Linked DNA regions of Mus musculus: region 1 is linked to region 2. Evidence: chromatin contacts called from public HiChIP or PLAC-seq data. All regions are on one chromosome and are shown on one strand. Each heading gives the region's core, a stretch centred on a gene start, on an enhancer-like site or on the middle of the called end of the contact. The rest is flanking DNA. Distances are from core to core; before and after follow the strand shown.

Region 1 (3,347 bases), core at 537-3,036, 220 kb after region 2:
GAATAAATGTGTTGTAGATTAACTTAACCATCATTGTGTCCCCAAGACATGGTCCTAACCCAGAACCATGACCTTTCAAAACTACCGATTTCTCTGCCTTTACCTAGTCTTGGAGCTAAAAATCTAATTTATATAGCAACATGACCCCTTAGAATAGAGTCTTAAATTAAATAACTAATTAGCTAACTAACTAATAATAAAAATTAGGCCTATTTCTGATCGATACATAGGGTAAGTATATGAAAGGCAATTTATTTATTAGAAAGTGATCAACAAGCATACATAAATGTTCAGCTTCAGTAATCACTAGAGTGAGCTTCGGTCGCAGTCTGGTGGGTTGTCACAGACTGACCAAGATGTGAGAGAATCCTCAGTGTGGGAGGGCCACTGTGGGAAGAGAAGCTGTTTCCCAAGTGGCAGCAGAAACCAGGAGAAAATGATGCCAGAGACAATTCAGCAGTCAATTTCAGACCCCAGGGGCCAAGTGTAGTCTGCCTCCTTCACAGGTTCTTCAGCAGGCTGGTCCTCAGCTAAGTGAGTAGCCGGGAGCTCTGATGATGTAGGACCAAACCTGGAGGTCTCGCCACCACATATGTCCTTTGCTCTGCTCCACAGCCATGTGGGGTCACTGGCCTGTGCCACTAAGCTTGGTGTGATCATTACATTTTAATAAACTGCTTCCAGATAAAAATGGACGATAACAGACGTCACATTTACCTGCCTACCCAAACTGGAAAACAAACAAACAAAAACCAAACCAAACCAAACCAAAACCCACAGAAGACTAAAGAATAGGACAGTTGGGATGGCAGGTCCAGACCATGTTTGTTCTGATTTTTGCTGACTGTAGTAAGCAGCATTTAAAAGTCTGTTTATTTTTCACTCATTGTTAAGTTAGCATACTAATGGATGGGTTTCATTGTGTCCTGCTCACACATATGCATGGTTGTACTTTGTTCCTGTTGCCTCTCCTGCTATCTTCTCCCATCTCCCCTGTCCCACTCTCCTCTAGCTTCCTTCTCCATAGTCTCTGTTTTTTGAGACAGGGTTTCTCTGTAGCCCTGGCTGTCCTGGAACTCACTCTGAAGACCAGGCTGGTCTTGAACTCAGAAATCCACCTGCTTCTGCCTCCCAAGTGTTGGTATTAAAGGCATGTGCCAACACCGCCTGGCTCTCTTTTCCACTTTTAAGTTCCACTGTTCTTCATCTGTTGGTCTCCTCTCTCCATCTTCTCTCTGGTGTTTTAGGTTTTCCTCACACTTATCTGTTGATATGCACATACACATACACAATAGGCTAGGATCGTCACATCGTGTACTTTGTATTTCAAGTTTGGGTCATCTTGTTTAATACTGTACTTTCTAGATCCATCCATTTGAAGATTCCCTAAGTGTTGCTCACTCTGCTGAAGAAATGCTACCTTCCCATGCTCTACAGCACTAAAAGGGAGATGGTGGCTCTACAAGTTGATTCACTTTAGGCTTACGGCTGTCAAAATCCAGTGATATCTCAGCTAAAGGGATTGGCATTTGGCCACTGAGACTGAGGTCCCGCTCTTAATAATCTGAATATAGCTTCCCACAAGCTGCACCTCTGAGCGTTCCATGTTCTATCTGTGTCATAGGCTGTGTCACAACCCGGGGCTGTGGCAGGCTGAACTCAGCTGTCTCCATCCTTCAGGATAGCTCTCTTTTCCAAACTAGGATCTCTCTCAGGCTTAAGCTTCTCGGATGCCCCCCTGAGTCATAGAAAGACAGAGCCATGCTTCTCATTGCTGCTGACTCATTAGCCTGAGGAATCATTGTCTCACGGAAGCCTGCAGCTGCATCTGGGGCTTGTGAAGGCTCTGGCTTATTCTTATCTTTTGGGTGGGGCTGGTGCTTCCCCACCTCTGCCCAGTAGCCACACCATTGGAGCTATGTCTGGTTTGTTCAACTAGTGCTTGTCACTAGTTGGTGTCTGTTGTCACCTCTGTGGATTCCAAAGCTATTAGTCTTTTTCTTTTTGGAATGGCCAATTCTTAGAATTGACTCTTCCCTTTAACCAGGTCACAGGGAAGAAACGTATGCTCCACTAGCTTACATGGAAGGCCTCTGGTTTTTGTTTTCCAAATACTTTTGTTTTGAATTTTTATTTCCCTTCTTATATTTACCTGACTTGTTTAACTTTTCATTTTTAGGCAATGTTTTCCCTGCCTTCTCCTCAACCTCTCCTTTCCCTTCTTCCTTTAAAATCTCTTGGTCTTTCCTCTTCCTCTTCATGGTCTTCCTTTTCTATTTGGATTTTCTTTTGCATAACTTTAATTTTTCTTTCCCTTTCCCTTCATTTCACTCATATCTCTACCTTCATCCTTCATAGTTTTTAGTTTATCATCTCTCCATTGCCTTGTCCAGTTCATGTTCTTGGTCAACAGTGGGATGTGATGTAGTCTCACTCTGCCCTCCCGCCCTCAGGCTTTCATCTTCATTCCTACTTGAGTAGGAGGGTATTTGTGTATCTTGTTTGACTTGCTGGTGTTGCTTATGGTGTTGTTCCTTTCTCCTCTTGAATGGCACTGCTGAGAATTGGGCCTATTAAAGGGCAGCTCCATAAGACCCCAGGCAGAACTGGCAGATGGAGTGAAACCAACAGATGAGCTAATTACAACACAGAAACATATAACCGCACAAAAGCAAGGCAAGACGAGACCTTCAGCACACCGAAATTCCTCAGCTACTGAGCTCAGTAGTGCAGTGATAGAGCGTTAAATGATCAATTAAATACTAAAATATGATTGATGCCATTGATGAGATATAAACAGGCAGATGAATGGAGTAAGGAAATCAATTTAGGACAGAAAAGGAAGTCAGAAATGCAGGGGAGAAAGTTAGAAGGATGTGTAAGAGAGTCAGTAAGGAAATGGAATCCAAATAGAAATACATTTCCATGAATTAAAGACAAACAAACAGGACCAAAATGGCTTCTACAACAGACCAGTCCAGCTAAAGGAAGTGAGGAAGGAGGCAAGAAGGGAATGTGACATCGAACATCAGTGAAGAAAAGAGTTGAACTATAATATCTATGAATTGTGGAGTGCAATTAAGACACACTTAGGAATTCACAGAATTTGAGGAAGTGGAAACAAAAACAAAAAGCAAAGAAAACGTGTTTAGGGAGCCTATAGTAGAAGTCTCTGAAACCAAGGGAAGGAGTTGGACAGCTAAGTAGAAGAAGCATTAAGAACCTCAAATGGACCTGCCAAAGAAGAATCTCTCTACTATATTCTAAAGATGCCAAAACTACCAAGAGAAAGCAAAATAATATTAAAATCTGTAAAGAAAAATGCAATGAACAAAGGCAAATACACT
Region 2 (3,270 bases), core at 396-2,895:
GCCCTCCCTCAGAGCACTCTGGGAGTACACATAGTAGGCCTAATGAGCCCTACTCCAGGTTGCCCAGGTTTTCCCCAACCACAGTGAACAACTAACTACTGTCCAAGGGAGCCAGCACAGTCCTCTAGGCTGAACATGTGCCCTGACTCTGCTTCTGTGCCTCTGTCCCAAGACTAGATGCCAACACTCGGAGAAAGTAGGCATCACTCATCACTGAAAAAGAGCTGGTGGCACGGCCAGGAAAGGATGATTGAGGTCTTATCTGAAATCAAATTCTTCAGCATTATATTCTATAATGAAAACCATAGATTTCAAAGCTTTGTCGGTTTGTTCTTGAGATGAAAGTTGCATTCTGCACTCGGTGGTATCCACCAGCCTCTGCTTACAGGGCCTTCTTTTCGGAGGCTTCGGGCCAGAGGCTCCCCTCCCCCTCTGAACATCAGTCAGTGAAGTCCAGCTCAAAGAAGTCCCATGGGAAACTGCAGAATGCTTACCTGGGCTTCACATCTCTTGTGGTAGGAATACTTGCAGGCTGAAAGAAAGAAAGGATGTCTGTTAGTCATGCAATCTCAGGTGACATTTGCCAGGTCTCCATCCTTGAGAGGGGAAGGCTCCAACAGCATTCTCCCTGACAAGAAGTGGCTGTGCACAGAGAAGGCACACTGAGACAAAGTGACAACTGAGAACCAAGGCATAGCTGTGTGGTTACATGTGTGCTCAGCGTGTATCAGGATTTAGATGATTCAATTCCCAGAACAGGGAGAAACAGGGGGGGGAGGAAAAGAAGGAGGGGGGAAGAGGAACAGGAGATGGGGAGAAGGAGGAGAGGGAGGAGGAGGGAAGGAGAAGGAGGAAGAGGAGGAAGGGGAGGAGGAAGAAGAGGAGGGGGAGGAGGAGCAGGAAGGGGGAGGAGGAGGAGAAAGAGGAGGAAAACCACAACAACAAAAGCTCAGACAGTCCGGGTAGAAATTTATCAGGAGTCTACTTATTTCTCATAAATAGACCGGTATTTTTTAAAAGACTTAATCAACCAAGTTGGAGACACAAAGAAGAAAGGCAGGACCTGGAAAGCAGAAGCCCTTCACATTGGCCTAGAGTTAAAACTGATCCCTGGGGAAAGAGGAGGGGGAGGAGGGGAAGGGAGAGGGGGGAGGGGGAAGGAGGGGGAGGGGAAGGGGGAGGGGAAGGAGGGGGAGGGCAAAGACAGGGGGAGAAGGAGGGGAAAGGTAAAGGAGGGGGGGGGAGAGGTGGGGAGGAACAAAGCCCCAGGCCTTTCATCAGAGCCCTCCTAGAAGAAGGAAAGTCATGAGTTCATTTGGTCTCTGCAGATTTCCACTTCCGGGAGACCCAAGCAGACACTGTCAGAATAAATTCATGTCTAAATTCCTACAGAAGAGTCCTTCAACAGAGGCCATTATGTGAGCAGTGCGGGTCCTGTGTCATGGGAGGCCCCAACAATGCAGACGGGGTGCTGGAACCAATGTGGATTTCACAGGCTCTCCCCTCTGGCCCGGAGGCAGGCCGCAGCTGGCCTCAAGGAATAGGGCCAGTAGCAGCAGCGTGGCACAGTGTAGTGACAAGGCCATACGTGGCAGAAAGGGCAGCATGAAGACAATGGGAAATGAAGCAACTGCATATCAGACCACCACAAGGTCCCTTGGGTGCTTTGCACCACGGAGGCTTCAATGCCTTCCCCAAGGCACCTGCCTGAGACTTCCTGTCTGGGCTCTGCCCCTCCAGCCCAGCTCCCCAAGGCAAATTCTAGGATCTCTGAACCTCTGTTCCCCCTCACAGAACTATCAATGTCAAATGGAATCCTTCATGGGCCCCTGCTTTCAAACTACAAAGTGATGACCAGGACATAAGTGTGCAGAGCCCAGACAACAAGGCCTCAGAGGTCAGAGACAGGGACCAAACAAATTGCAGCTTGGTGCTGTGAGCTCAGGAGCTCAGCAAAGTTTCCACTCTGTTGGGCCACTCTGCCTTCTGGATAATACTTGACCAAAAAGTTTAAGCAAGGCTTAAACAGATAAATTTTCCCAGAGCCTAGGAGTTTGTGAACCCCAGGAGTTAAAAACCTATTTGAGTTTTTATCTGTGGGTGATCTTGTTTTCAACTGTCTGTCCAAGCTTTTAAGACTTGCTAAAATACATACCACAAATATTTATTCTTCTTCCTCTAATCAGCACAACACATAATGGTGACCAAGGGTTTCTAAGACAAGAATGATTTTCACTAGATAAGAACAGAGCTTCCGAGAGAGGTGAAAAACCCAGACATGGAGCTGAAGAAATGGCTCAGTAGGAAAGAGCACTAGCTGCTGATCTTCAAATGGACCAGGGTTCAAGTCCCCGCACCCACGTGGCAGTTCACAACTGTCTCTAACTCACAGTTTTAGGGGATCTGGCACCCTCACACAGATATACAAGACATGTAGGCTACATACCAATGCACATAAAAATAAATAATCTTTAAAAAAAACAAACAAACAACCATACAGAAGCCAGCCCAAGCAGAGGAAAGGAGAAACAGCAGAAAATACAAAATTAGGAAGAGACAGCACTTCAGACACATCAGATAGCTTCATGGTGGCCTTAATAACTATCCCCATGTACAATGAATCACTGCTGTCTGCATGTTAGAGAGGATACTGTGTGGTTTCTGGGGGCAAAGAATATGATGCCTTCTGCCACTTTACAGGGCTACTTCAGCAACCCTGCAGAGCTGCCAATCTGGAAAGAAATGGAAGCCACCAGCCAACACTCAGCTCAGTCTGCCAACTCCATGGGCATGATGTCTCAGTGACAGCAGACTCCAACCTCAGCCAGGCCTTCAGATGATGGGCAGCCTCTAAGGAGAGGCTGAGTAGGAACTGCTTGGCCCCCTAAGCCTCACATTCGCAATCCAAGTAGCAGTGAGAAAGAGCAGAGGCTTACAGTTGCACCAAGGAACTAACGGCCATGCTCACAGCGCAGTGACATCCAGCATCTCTGTCCCTAGTCCAGGTTTCTGCCGTCATGTGCTTACTGCCTACGACCACCATGGAAAATGACGCAGTGTCCCATCACCCACAGGGAAAGCTCCGCCTCTTGAGGATACACCCTAGGTCCTCAGTGGACCATGCTGACAGCTCCCTAATGACCCTTACACTAGCTACACCCTGCCCTCCCCAGCCTGGCCCGTTCTGATCATCCTATGGTTGCCTCTGAAGCCCACCCTTGGTGCCTCTGACCCCAAAGCTTGACATGTCAGGATCATGTTAGCAGCCCA

The links. HiChIP or PLAC-seq counts read pairs in DNA pulled down with a chosen protein or histone mark.
Region 1: a contact with region 2 is called in an H3K27ac HiChIP or PLAC-seq map of extraembryonic endoderm stem cells, with 3 times the contacts expected there. The contact joins two enhancer-like sites. A contact is called at or near these places in 5 of 115 datasets of contacts at active chromatin or transcription factors (embryonic stem cells, extraembryonic endoderm stem cells, pancreatic cancer cells and 1 more).

The regions. Positions count from the first base shown.
Region 1 is chr11:8,819,840-8,823,186 of GRCm38.p6, forward strand. No RefSeq gene overlaps it. Among named protein-coding and RNA genes, the nearest start is that of Gm36772, 22 kb to the left of the region's middle. Within about 2 kb of position 1,787, at least 44 of the 459 cell types and tissues checked have an H3K27ac peak or open chromatin away from gene starts, as enhancers often do. A contact at or near this core is called in extraembryonic endoderm stem cells, where this site is marked.
Region 2 is chr11:8,600,061-8,603,330 of GRCm38.p6, forward strand. Tns3 (tensin 3) reads right to left here. Exons shown (of 31, transcript NM_001083587.1): 3 at 495-532. Among named protein-coding and RNA genes, the nearest start is that of Tns3, 63 kb to the right of the region's middle. Within about 2 kb of position 1,646, at least 64 of the 459 cell types and tissues checked have an H3K27ac peak or open chromatin away from gene starts, as enhancers often do. A contact at or near this core is called in extraembryonic endoderm stem cells, where this site is marked.